Regions from separate parts of the Zea mays genome. Here region 1 is linked to region 2. Evidence: chromatin contacts called from public Hi-C data. All regions are on one chromosome and are shown on one strand. Each heading gives the region's core, a stretch centred on a gene start, on an enhancer-like site or on the middle of the called end of the contact. The rest is flanking DNA. Distances are from core to core; before and after follow the strand shown. Region 1 holds the start of LOC100285437. Region 2 holds the start of LOC103639167 (receptor-like protein kinase FERONIA).

Region 1 (7,374 bases), core at 1,912-4,411, 230 kb before region 2:
ACTAAGGACCCTCTCGTGCTCTTGAATATTTTGCTTCAGTTCACGAGTCAATGTCTCCTTTCCTTTAAGTTTCGCAATGCTTGGGTAGTAAGATCGGGCTACAAACAGCTGATCTTTCAGCCTTTTCACAATGGTATCTATCATAACTTCTTTGTGCTCTATGGACCAGAGACAGTAACTCCCAAACTCAAGTTGACAAGCCTTAGCCTTTTCCACCTCATCAGCACTTTGAACTCTAGGAGGCCTAATCTTGTCAACGTTAATCTGGAAGGAATGTGTTTAAAAAAAGATTATATAAATACATTTCTCATACAAAAGAGCCAGATTGCAGCCTAAGCTAAGGTAAGAGGAAGCAACTGTACAGAACTACAGGTGGACGCGAAAGTGAAGTTAAACTTTAAAAAAAAATCGCTAAAAAACAAATAGCTGAGAAGCCTCCATACTTTTTTGTTATGATGAACTGGAACTGATACTGGTACTGGCTTCACTTCTGGTTTGGGTTCAACTTTTGGAGGGGGGAGGACTAGTTCAATTTTTGGAGGCGGGAGAACTGCATATAGAGCCAATTGTCATGTCAGCATGTGTGCCAAAATGACGGTTCGGCATATCATAAGAAAAGGAAAGTATCAAATTGATGGAATACGTGTTAATACAAACGATCAATTATGGCTAATGACCATTATTTCCTAGATAACTACACTAACATCCATTTAAAAATTATTGATTCAGGTTAACTTATTTTTTGTGAAATGTATAATACTTCTGCATACATTACTGTAAACATGCAACAAGGACGAGGTAGATACTGAGATATTGAAAACAAAGTAGAGTTAAAGCCCAACAAATCATATAAAGTTCACACAACCCAAATCATTGTTTTCCTACGTTGCTTTTTATTTTGTATATCGTAAGAGTTATACTGCACATTTAATAATGTTGATTGAATTGAATTATTTGATGGTCTCCTTCGTACCAACTTATAGCTTTTGGTTTAGTGGTTGAATTGAAATTATTTGATGGTCTCCTTTGTACCAACCTATAACTTTTGGTTCAGTCCTAACTATGGAAGGGCCAGTATCAATACCATGGTGCGACACACTACTGCTCCCAGAAGTCTTCTTGAACACATCCTGAAAACCAGGAAGAGAATGGATTAGGGACTTCAATACAATTCTGGGAGATGTAAGTAATGTAGCAATTAATGACAAAGACATAATGTTTTAATGATACATATTTATATTTTTCCCTGTCATAGTTCACGCGCTTGAATAGGAGACTAGGGAAGCAGAGATATCAGATGTATATTTTCTGTGGGATGGTTTCTATTTGTTGGATTTAGTGGCCAAAATTGTTTTTGTGAACATTCAATTGTACAACTTCGCCCCAAGAGCCAACAAACACAATAATTGATGAATTCTCAACAATCTCTTGAAGCTGAACGAATCCCATGTTCTCCAACTCAAATGTGCTCGCCTCCAGTAAAAAATCTCATGAAGCTGATCGAATTCCATGTTCTCCAGCTCAAACGTGCTCGCTTCCAGTAAGCTACAGAGGACTTTCTGATTTTCTTTTCCCCACCATTTATTTGAGTGTTATCCAAAATTGAGCAAGAATCAATTGGATGCAAACACATAACCCTAAACCACCATTTTTTTAATGGTATACACAATGGCTCAACAATGCTGATAACGGATATGATGACACTGTGTTAAGAGGTGGGGACAAAATGGAACAATAATTGCACAAGTGACCCGCACTCAATGCAATTAGTTTTCTAAGCTGTCTTATCAGAATTTGTTGAGCTGTAGAGGTGGTAGGTAATATGAAGAACAGAATGTTGCCCTACCTGTGGTGCCATTGGTTAATTATGTTGACCTAATGATGTTTATTACGGATGTTTTGGTCTAACCAATCTATGTGAAGATGCAATCCAAAGCTAAAATCTGAAATTCTTTTCCCTGTTAGATTTAGTAAAGCTCAGGACAGTTTGACTAAAGACAATCCTAGAACAGCAAGTTTTTTCGGACTGGAATAAATCTCTGTTTTAGTTCCACTGGTGCCAGTAGGCCTCTCTAATTATGACTAGTGTTGACAGCAAATACAAGCAATCCTAAAGCGCAGGATCATGTCAACAACCACCAAGCTACTGACAGATGCATGGTTTAAAAAGTTTAATCACTGACAACACTAGCACAAGCACTGCCCCGCTTACTTCATTTACAGATCCACCACTTTCAAATGCCACGCGATCGAATGAAGGCAAGTCAATCTCCTGCAGTAAACACAAACAGAAAGAAACACATCCATGAATATTTTGTTTGAAAACATCGTAAAAGTACACGAAAAATATGCATATAGTATTTTAAGAGAGAAAAAATGTAGTTACCTGCTGAGGGCGCTCATCCGTCACATACACTGCACAACAAAAGACGATCGAACCAGTCAGAAATCGAACCGCCGAAAAATCTCAATAAACAGGAGCGCAACAACAAAATCATTAATAAGACACGCTACACGATAACACGGGGAATAAAGCTCCGAGGAACAGATCCGCGTGGCACGGCACTGATTCGATCCGCGCCGACGCCTGCATTCCCTCAAATCCGGGGGTTCTGCGGGCATGAGGTCGTGACGGTGACGAAGCAGAGGACTCACCGGCGGGGAAGCGGTTGAAGAGGAAGGCGATCGGCACGAGCAGCGAACAGAACACGAGCGCCAGCACCGCCAGCCGCGGGCCCCTCCGCCGCTTTGCCGGCGGCGCCGTCGCCTTCATGGGCTACGCCTCCTCCTCCTCCTCCTCCTCCTCCTCCTCCCGGCACCAGCACTGCCGCCACCCTAATCCCCACCGGTGCTGCCACCTCCTCCTCTCCCTCTAGCGATCATACATACCGCCAACGCCACCGCCACGGCGCGGGAGTGCGGGGCAGCAGGCGCGGGCGGACGAACCCTCCTGGTTCGACAATGGCGCGGGCGAGCCCTAGGTGGGCGGCTCCGGTGGATTCGATCGGGGGGCAGCGTCGGGCGCTCGGATTGGTTAGTGTGCGCGAGAAGCGAGGGGAGAGCGTCGAAGGGGAGATTGGAGAATGGAGATGGAGGGGGAGGGAAGGGACGAGTGTGTGTATGTGTGCGGGTGTGTGAAGGAATCAAACGTTTTCCGGAATGCGTCTCTTTTCTTTTCGCTTTTGCAAATTTATCATTATTATACTTATGATGTGTGTTGTTTCATTGTTTGATTCTCTGTGCTTTGGTTCAGAATTCACGCATTTAGATTTGCTTTGCTGGTTAATTTAACTATAACTACAGCTGCCGACGCGCAAATTATAAGATCCGCGGTGGTGGGGTCAACACGGATACGCTGCCGCAGCTCGTTATGATGGAACATGTGACGAGGCTTTATTGTATTTACATGTTTCATTTTCTAACATTTATATTTCGTCGTCGTAATTTATTATACCACTTTATAGTTCACCACTTTGGTAACAGAAAAATTCGGAGGGAATCTATAAAAAAATTTATTGCCATTAAACTTTGCGAAACACATCCAACCAAATCACTCTTACACTCAGAAACTCCACTAAATCCACCAAACATATTACATCTAAATTTAACGCACCATCAAAAACAACCGTTCAGATCGTTGAATAACTTCATCTACTTTACTCACTCAAATTATTTGGATCATCTCTCATCCTTTATCCCTCCCCCTCCACTCCCTCCGCTACCTTGTCGCCCCTAGCCTCCCCTGCGACATTGCTGCTCCTTCCCCTCTCACTTGTGCCGCTGCCTTCGTCGATCTCTCCCCTCACTTGGATAGTTGGATTGTAGCCTCGGGTACGGTGTCGAAGGGTCCCTGCTGAACATCAAACGTTACGTCGTCACGTACTATCCCAGGCAAACCCACACTTACGTATGGGGCCAGTCCACCCCGGTCGTTGGGACCTCAGCGTAGGAGTTTCTACAGTGACCTGCATACTAGAAAGGACGCCACAAATACGCCATCCGGTGTATGCCTACACACGCCGGTAAGTGACGCAGGTCCGTGACGACGGGCGAGGCCGCGCTACGCACGACCACACCATAAGGGGCTGACCCACGAGACCCACCACGCACTACTACGAAGATATTAGTAGAGGACTTGCTACATAAACCCGTATGACGAACGAGAGAGACGATAAGCCATAACAGGAGTACGGCTACGCACGACCCTATGGACTACATAAGGAGCACTACGTCAAACCAGGGGGATAGATCACCCTCATACTTGTAGAGAACAAGTCACCTCTGTAAGGTCCTACCCTTGAGTTATAAAAGAGCAGGCTCTATTTTTTCTTACACACAAGCATACAAGCTGTAACACTTTTCATCACAAATACTACAATCAGCACTACATTGAACTAGAGCTCCGGTCTAAACCGGTATAAGTCTCAAGTTCATCATTCGAGTCACAGTGATTCACCGCACTAGCATTCCCCACCGAACACAAATCTATTGCCCCTGGTTTTCGAAACCATGATAGGAAGCGTCGTCGCGACTTCTTGTTGCTGGTGTTCATCTTCTTCCAGGAGAACACTATGCCACTGACGTTGTACATCTTCTTGCTACTTCTAGTCTTCTCTCCAAAGGACGTTCGAGGGACTGCATTATGAATATCGACCTGCATCGAGCCGTGATCGATGATATCGAACAACGCACTATGTCGACTAGTGTGAATGGAGGGATCGGTGCCTTAAGCATAAGTCCCTTCACTAGGTACGCCCTAAACCTTCTATGGGTTGTTTATCTACTGATGAGTATGTTCGTTGTTACAATAACATATACACATGCACGTATATATCATCTCAAATCTTACATGCTATTTCTGGATTATGTATAAATTGAAAATGACTTCCTAGCATGGTCAACATAGTTGGAGATGCACGCGTGTTGCCCACCCAACGCGGTGGCGTCAGCCGTCTTATATACTAGGATAGATGGAGTATTTCTCGTGTACATTTGCATTGAGAACCCTTATCCTTTTTATTACTCTTCATATCCTTTCACCTCTAGATTGGCACACCGATACCGCGCTTATATTTTCGGGCCTGTTTGGTTCGGTTTTTTCTAATGAGCTTTTCTGAGAATTTGGTTGTAGGGAGAATCTGGTTGTGGAGAGAATATGAGTATCATGGGAGTTATCCATTGAACAAGATGAATGGGTCTATAGGATTTAGGATCCAAGAAGTGACATATTCCTTTTATCGTGACGACTCGACCAATTGTGTTTTGATAATTTTCATCAAAGCGATTTTCATATAAGGGGGCTAAAAAGCTAGGTGTTTGGCAATCCTCAGCAGCTTCTGGTGGCCAAAATCAGCAAAAAGTTGAAATGAACATGCCTGATCGGTGGGTGGATTTTTTTTCAAACACTGAAAGATTAGGAATTGAGATGTGGAAATGTGGGAGAGTGTTCTCTTAACCTTGCAAAAAAAATCAAGATTGGGAGTGAGTTTTAGAAACGCTCGGAGATGCTCTAAGAATTAAGAAGAAGATGTTGGATTAGAAAGGTGAATAAGCAATATAGGACAGTACATAGCATATCTGGATACATAAACTAGTTTTTTTAACCTAAGTTTCAAACTAGTTGCTAGACAACTAGTTAGCCAAGCACATTTACTTTAGATTCATTTTTAGCTCAGCTAGTAACTAGCCATGTGTATGCAAACATGCCCTTATAAACGACGCATCCAATGCCTCTATGGTGACATCCTTTTTGGAATACTTTTGACTTGCTGATATATATGGTATGCATAGCTCCCTATGACATGGTACTTAAAAATATCATGTTCTCTGGTGCCACCAAAATTGTGTCGCATTTCATTCAAAACGTATTTAGAGTGGTCTGTTATCGTTGATAGATAATGCTACCGTTGCATGACTATAGCTAAGACTTATAAGACCCCCATTTGGATCCTCTAAACTTTCGGTAACTACAATAGTTGAGGCAACATGCATGTAGACTACAAGGTATATATGGATGCTTAAGGAGAGATAATGTTGTCGTAGCATTAAGTATTGTTGTGAAATTAAAATTAATTCATACAATGTAAAAAAAGTTTTTATAGGTTCAACCACCTTGTCAGGACACATTAAACATTGATGGTAATAACTAAAGTATCTTATTCACCTTCTAAGTCAGAGGTGCCAATGGTTCTTAGATAGTTTAAGGCCCCGTTTGGTTTGAGTGACATTAGTCCCTCCATTTTAGTCTCATTTAGTTCATAAATTGTCAAACGGTAGGACTAAACTACTTTAGTCTCTAGTCCCTCAAGATGTAGCTAAAAGAGACTAAACCATATTAATTTCACATTTGCCCCTCATTTAGTTCAATTGTACTAATAGCAGGAGAATGTTAAAGGTCATTTTAGTCCTCTTATGAGTCATTTAGTATATTCTTACTAATTTTAGTCCCTAGAACCAAACATGTTAGAAACTAAACTTTAGTCCCCTAATTAAACTTTAGTCTCTAGACTAAATAAACCAAACATGGCCTAAGCTAATAGCCTATAAGTTGGCCTATTATATTGTCCGAAACCTTCTTAGAATTTTAGTGCTAGCAATTTTTTTTGTTAGCTTTAACTGCTTCAAATTAAGCCAGAACATGTGTATCAACAAGTACATTGGCATGATACGTTTTGGCTATCCACATCCCAACGAAATCGGTCGTTGCCTGTAAATGGTGGCAGGTACTACGTACGAAAAGGCAAAGTGGTAGTAGTATTAATAAATGCAAAACCAAACACCCGATTGAAAAGAATAGTAGTTGATCGACCCGCACTATAGTTGAGTCATCATTGTATTTGTACAAGAACTCAGGAAGGGGTACGTAGGTGGTGCATGTGTAGTAGATCCCAAAGCCTGTCACTTTTGCTGGCACAAATCCGCTGTCCCCCTGTACCACGGCTCTCTCCGGCAGCTGCGGTAGCCGTTGGATCCTGGATCCCAGCCGGCCGTGCTTCGCGCTGCATGATGACGCCGGGGACACGGACCAACGAAAAGGACACGAAACGGCTCAGCGCTAGCGGCCCAGCCCCACGCCACGCGTGGCGCGTGCGCCAATTTGGCCATTTCGTCCGCTTGCCCGTGGAGAAACCAACCAACCAGGACGTCGCAGAAATTTGGCGCTCCGCTGCTCTGCCCTGCCCTGCTCCAGCCAGCGCCAGCCACATTGACCACCAGCCATAGAGTTCAAGCTATCTCGGCTCGTTAAGCATTCAAGTCAAAGAGTCAGCTTAGCTTAGTTTGTTTGTAAGCTCTATCCGTTTAACTCGTGAACCATAATAAAAAACAATATACAAAAAAAAATCTACAACACTATAATCAATTGCTAGTCAATTT
Region 2 (6,660 bases), core at 1,688-4,187:
ACTACCTCGATGACTAATGAGGAAGCACAGGTTGGCATATATCTGTGTATTTTTTCGTGCACAGAACTACCTATATGTTCACTGACCCTTTTTCCTGCTTCAGATTCTTCTTGGAGAGCCATATGGCGCATAGTCTTTCGAGGGCGCGGAGAGTGCGGAAACGAGAAGCTACTATGAAGCTACCACACTACATGGCATGAGACTTGGTTGCAGGAGTAGAGTGCGCCGGTTATAACTTATAAAGCAGAGCATGCTGTGTTGATACTGGTTTTTTTTCCCTTTTTGGCTTGACCTATATGAAGAAAAGGATTGGCGTTAAAATGGTATTGTGAAGGGAGAGGTTTTTAAGCAAAAATGTTGTACCGTCGTTTTGCCATCGAGTATATTTGACCCTCGATTATATAGATCACATTAAATTTTTGGAGCAACAATATGAAATCTCGTGACAAGTCGTTGTGCTTTTTGGTTCTGATTGTAATTCATTCTTGAGTTTGAATGATCAAGTACGCTGGTTGCCGACAGTTTGTCCATTTTGTTGCATTTTTTTCCAAACGTTATTTACTCTGTTTATATATCTATTAAAAAACATAAATTTGGCAACGATACGGTGCCCTCGCCTGCTCTTATAAAAAAAAGGATGGACTTAAAGTCTCGACAGTCGCGTTTGGTTCAACAATTGGATCGCCCTTTAAATAGGGAAAAACTGGTAGTGCCAGCCATGTCACTCAGTCATGGCGTTTTTTTATGTATAACTGTTTTAGTGACTTGGCAACCCTTTATAGTTTATATAAAAAGAAAAAAAACCAATGCAACGCCAGCCATGCCACTCAGTCATGGCGTTTTTTTTATGCATAGGCAATGCCTCAATCGCGCAGCTGCCAGTTCTATCGTCAGCCATTATTCTGCATATTGCTCATGATTTTCTTGTATCCTTGCAGGCAAAGAAGAGAAGCAGCAACGAGGCGAAGAAGGGATACGTGCACCAGGAACCCAGCAGCAACCATGGCACTGTTCTCTTCTGCAGAACATGTGCCACAGTCTTTCTAGATGGTGAGTTCTGATTTCTGAAAGTTGCGCTGATGCCCATCTGGGCGGAGAAGCATGGAAAGGTCATATTCAGGACCTGGATTCAGCTTTACCCGCACTGCTCTGGGCGGAGAAGGGCAAATTGTGGAAGTATTGTCTGAATGTTAGGCAATCACATGTGAGCTCCCAAATGAATTGGTAGCCAGAATTTAGAATTTGGAGTGTATACTACCTTAGGTAACCGAATGTTCCTGTGGAGCTGTGATACTCTGCTGCCTGCTGTGGACGTTTCGTTACTGGTACCGACTATAAAAAGGACATGTCTTCGGCAATTAGTGTCTGGCATGTGCTTTTAGCACTGCTGTCTGCTTCCTAAACGACGGTGCAAGTGCATGTCTGCAGCAAACGAGTACATGTATGAGAAAATGCTACATCGGCGTGAGCGTGAGGGAGGATGTGTTTGCCCTATCTCCTTCATTTTGACTGGATGACTCTGTATACTCTGATAAATAAGTTTGTCCATCTATGGTATACGACGGATTACTGTGAAAGCATAAAAACATACACACTCAACCGACCACCACATCCTTCACAAGCTATTGGTTAGTACTAGTGTGGGCAATGAGATCATTTCTCTAAATTTTAGGAAGAAACTCATAATGTATCACTCAATCTTGAGGTAAGTTATTTTCTCAAACAAAAACACGTCATTACCTTTCTTCTCCCGGTGAGGCTTTGTTTGGTTATTTTAGTATTGACCCTAATCTACATGTGTTGAGGTAAATTGAGGTATAAATTAATTTAAGTTACACCTAATCCACCTCAATACACGTGGATTGAGCTCAATACTAGAATAACCAAAAACCAAACTAGGTCTTAAATGAGTGCTATGTGCAGATATGAGTGGTCTTATTTAATAGGTCACACCTTAATGGTCTTACTGAATTTTGGGCTCGGGATAAGTGGAAAGATTAAAGAAACTCCGGACAAGCAAAGCACTGCACCAAACAAAATACTAGTGGTATGGCTCAAGGTCAAGGCTCAAGTGACCAATACCTGACGATTTTGCTGATGAGATAATACGCTTAGCTGAATGATGATCAGTATGGCCATCGTCATGGCGCCAAACAGCTTGGTAATGGCGGCAAACAGCTTGCCAAGACATTGCAGGTCAAAGCTCAGGCTGTAGACCGGAGACGGACGACTTAGTGACTAAAAGTTTAGTTTATGTCACATTTAATATCTAAATATCAATTATGAGTGTTAAATATATACTTAATTACGTTTAATAATTGATCTTGTCTTCTAGACTTTATGTGTAATTAGTTTTATAATTAAATTATATTTAATACTGAGGACTACTATAGTTGTGTGGGACACCCCGTATTCACGAAACACGATTAGGCGACGAGACGAGAGGGCGGCGGTGGCCATCACGACGCCACGAACAACCCGCATGCCAGATTGCCAGCAGTAGGTAGGGCCCAAGTGCGGGGCCACATTCCGTGTGATCCTCATTCGACGGCCCTGATTGCGCCAGCGCACATGACCGGAGAATCGCCGTCTCTATATTAAGCGGAGGGCAACAACGCGCCCGCGCGGGGCCCGCCAGCCGCCGGTTGGCTCGCGTTTGGCCACTCAAGCTGGCTGCTGGCTACTGCCCGCGGTTTCGGCCCCGGATACCGTGCCCACGTGTCAGTGGAACACAGTCGAGAAATCTGGCTGTGTTGCGAGTTTTCAGTGTGAGTTGTGACTGTGACACTAGCATTAGCAAACCGTCCGACGTTAGTACGACCTCATTAAATCTGAACAGCACTGGCACGCGGGACCCACCCGGCAGTCCCGCCCCCGCACACGCACATGGCCGCGATTCCCACCACCGCGTCGCCGCTACCGAGCAGGCTCAACCGAGCACGGCAGTGCGAGCTGTCCTGTACTCCTGTCCACCACCACCACCACCCGGCGCCACCGTCCCCCATCGCACCGCATGGTCCGCACCACACGGAACTGGCGCCCACGCCAATGCACGTCGGGTCCACCCGGTGGCGTCCCCACCTACCAGCGAGTCACCACCGAAACGCGACCATCGCGCCGACGCGACGGCTGTAATCAACAGACGGGAGTGAAACTAGCGAGCAAAGAGCACAGCGGAGCAGGGTTGGTCGCCGTTGCTGGCCTGGCCTCGCTCGCCCCCTCCCACTTAATGCCGCACCGCCCGTAATCCGGAGGCTTCCCCCTCCCCCTTCCTTCCCCCACCCGCGGGCTGCTGCTGCCACCTTCTCCTCCCCACAAGGCTCACCTCCGCCGCCAACCCCGGCCGCGAATCCACCGCAGATCGGCCTCGGCGCGCCGCTTGATGCCCGATCTGTAAGAGGGGCTTGCCACCATGAGGGCCTTGCTGCTGCTGGCGCTTCTCCTGGCCACTTGCGCCGCGGCGGCGGCGCAAGCGGCCAACTCTACGGCGTTCGTGCCGCGGGATGACATCCTGCTGGACTGCGGCGCGAAGGGGCAGGGCAACGACACGGACGGCCGGGTCTGGACCGGGGACGCGGGCTCCAAGTTCGCCCCGCCCGACAACCTCGCCTCCGTGGCCTCCGCCTCTGGCCAGGATCCCTCGGTCCCGCAGGTGCCGTACCTCACCGCGCGGGTCTCGGCCTCGCCCTTCACCTACTCCTTCCCGCTTGGCCCGGGCCGCAAGTTCCTCAGGCTTCACTTCTACCCGGCCAACTACAGCAACCACGACGCCGCCGACGGCCTCTTCTCCGTCTCCGTCGCCGTCCCGGGGGGCAAGCTCACCCTTCTCTCCAACTTCAGCGCCTACCAGACGGCTGCCGCGATCACCTACTCGTACCTCATCCGGGAGTTCTCCGTCAACGTCTCATCCGCGACGCTCGACCTCACCTTCACCCCGGAGAAAGGCCACCCGAACGCCTACGCGTTCGTCAACGGCATCGAGGTCGTGTCGTCCCCAGACCTCTTCGACATCTCCACTCCCAACATGGTCACCGGCGATGGCAACCTCCAGCCGTTCCCAATCGATGCTGGCACTGCGGTGCAGACTATGTACCGGCTCAACGTGGGAGGCCAGGCGATTTCGCCCTCCAAGGACACGGGTGGGTACCGGTCCTGGGACGACGACACAGCATACATCTTTGGCGCTGGCTTCGGGGTCAGCTACCCGAAGGATAACAATGTCACCATCACATATCCAAGCAATGTGCCGGAGTATGTGGCGCCAGAGGATGTCTACGGCACAGCGCGCTCCATGGGGCCAGATAAGAATGTGAACATGAACTACAATCTCACATGGATGTTGCAGGTTGATGCTGGATTCATGTACCTTATCAGGCTGCATTTCTGTGAGATCCAGTACCCGATCACAAAGATCAATCAGCGGGTCTTCAGTATTTACATTAACAACCAGACTGCAGTCAAGGATGCTGATGTGAACGCGTGGGCGACCATGAGTGGTGCTACCACCCTTATTGGCACTCCAGTGTATCAGGACTATGTGGTGACCACATCGGGTTTAGGGGCCATGGATTTGTGGATAGCTCTCCATCCGAATCCTGACTCAAAGCCACAAATATATGATGCTATCCTCAATGGAATGGAGGTGTTCAAGTTACCGCTTACAAATGGTAGCCTTGCAGGGCTCAACCCTATCCCAAGTGTTGCCCCGATGACTGGTGGGACAGCTAAGAAGAAGTCAACTGTTGGGCCTATCGTCGGTGGAGTGATCGGAGGTTTGGTGGTTCTTGCACTTGGGTATTGCTGCTTCTTTGTGATCTGCAAGCGGAAGAGGAGTGCTGGGAAGGATGCAGGCATGAGTGATGGACATTCTGGTTGGCTGCCCCTGTCTCTTTATGGCAATTCACACACTTCCAGTTCGGCCAAGTCACACACTACTGGTAGCTATGCTTCATCTTTGCCATCCAACCTGTGCCGCCATTTCTCTTTTGCTGAGATCAAGGCTGCAACAAACAACTTTGATGAGTCCCTCATCCTCGGTGTGGGTGGATTTGGCAAAGTTTACCGTGGTGAGGTTGATGGGGGAACGACTAAGGTGGCTATCAAGCGTGGCAATCCCTTGTCTGAGCAGGGTGTGCATGAGTTCCAGACTGAGATTGAAATGCTGTCCAAGCTCCGCCACCGTCATTTGGTGTCACTGATTGGGTACTGCGAGGAGAAGAATGAAATGATCCTGGTCTATGATTACATGGCTCATGGTACTCTCCGCGAGCACCTGTACAAGACCCAGAAGCCACCTCTTACCTGGAGGCAGCGTTTGGATATCTGCATTGGTGCAGCTCGTGGGCTTCACTACCTTCACACTGGTGCAAAGCACACCATCATCCACCGGGATGTGAAGACAACAAACATCCTTCTGGATGAGAAATGGGTTGCCAAGGTTTCAGATTTTGGTCTGTCCAAGACTGGCCCATCTATGGACCATACTCATGTGAGCACAGTTGTCAAAGGCAGTTTCGGATACCTTGATCCTGAATACTTTCGCAGGCAGCAGCTCACAGAGAAGTCTGATGTATACTCTTTTGGTGTTGTGCTGTTTGAGGTCCTCTGTGCACGGCCTGCCTTGAACCCTACTCTTCCAAAAGAGGAAGTTAGCTTGGCGGAGTGGGCGTTGCACTGCCAGAAGAAGGGCGTTCTTGATCAGATTGTTGACCCCTACCTGAAGGGAAAGATAGCTCCACAATGCTTCAAGAAGTTTGCTGAGACAGCCGAGAAGTGTGTTTCTGATCAGAGTATTGACCGCCCTTCGATGGGCGATGTGCTCTGGAACTTGGAGTTTGCCCTTCAGATGCAGGAGAGCGCGGAAGAGAGCGGAAGCCTCGGTTGTGGGATGTCGGACGAGGGCACTCCCCTTGTGATGGTCGGGAAGAAGGATCCAAATGACCCGTCGATCGAATCGAGCACCACCACCACAACCACCACTTCTTTGAGCATGGGCGATCAGAGCGTCGCGAGTATGGACTCGGATGGGCTGACGCCTAGCGCCGTCTTCTCACAGATCATGAACCCCAAGGGGCGGTGAGGTAAAGCTGGTCCCATTCGTTACCTTGCATTCATTCAGCATGTTTTTTTCACGAGTTCGTGCTGTTACGGTTCTCTCGAATTAAGAACCAGACGTCCGAGAATTGTTTCATACTAGATATTCTGCCTTGCCCTGTACTTCTTCCCCAGTATTGCAACGACTGTACATCTGTTGGCTTGTATTGTACCGCTGCTATTGACCCAACTAGTATTTTACTTTATGAGAAAGTGATGTGCACGAACTATTGTTATGAGTGGTCGTGTGACGTGCTGTTAGGAAGGAGTCTCGACTCTGAATTCGACATGCACACTTGATAATCAGTTTTCAATCTGAATGGGTTGCGAGAGCTGATAGATCGTTGTCAGAACTGAGATTGTGTCGGTCTTTGCCCTCCAGATGAATTCCAACTGTCAAACAATTTTTATAGACCGTTTCTGACGACTAATCGAGCTGGCAGCTGAGATATTCTTCCTTTAGACAAAGTGATTCTTAGAAAGCTGTGGACATTTCACATCGGATTGTAGGCGGTTCACGTTAAGGTGTTATGGACACTAATATACTACTACCTCCATCCTTTTTAT

Evidence for each region. Hi-C and Micro-C count contacts between places; a contact is called where the count stands out from the background.
Region 1: a Hi-C map of endosperm shows a contact between it and region 2, with 2.1 times the contacts expected there. The contact joins the promoter of LOC100285437 here to the promoter of LOC103639167 in region 2. A contact is called at or near these places in 7 of 25 Hi-C or Micro-C datasets (bundle sheath, ear, endosperm and 2 more).

What each region holds. Positions count from the first base shown.
Region 1 is chr9:137,785,052-137,792,425 of Zm-B73-REFERENCE-NAM-5.0, reverse strand. It overlaps LOC100285437, which reads right to left and starts at 3,161. Exons shown (of 9, transcript NM_001413563.1): 1 at 2,656-3,161; 2 at 2,387-2,415; 3 at 2,213-2,272; 4 at 1,085-1,130; 5 at 444-550; 6 at 1-264. The coding sequence starts at 2,773.
Region 2 is chr9:137,560,032-137,566,691 of Zm-B73-REFERENCE-NAM-5.0, reverse strand. LOC103639167 (receptor-like protein kinase FERONIA) reads left to right here and starts at 2,937. Exons shown (of 1, transcript XM_008661958.2): 1 at 2,937-6,430. The coding sequence starts at 3,413. The coding sequence ends at 6,079. It overlaps LOC103639168 (ABC transporter E family member 2), which reads left to right. Exons shown (of 12, transcript XM_008661959.3): 11 at 1-30; 12 at 104-521. The coding sequence ends at 17.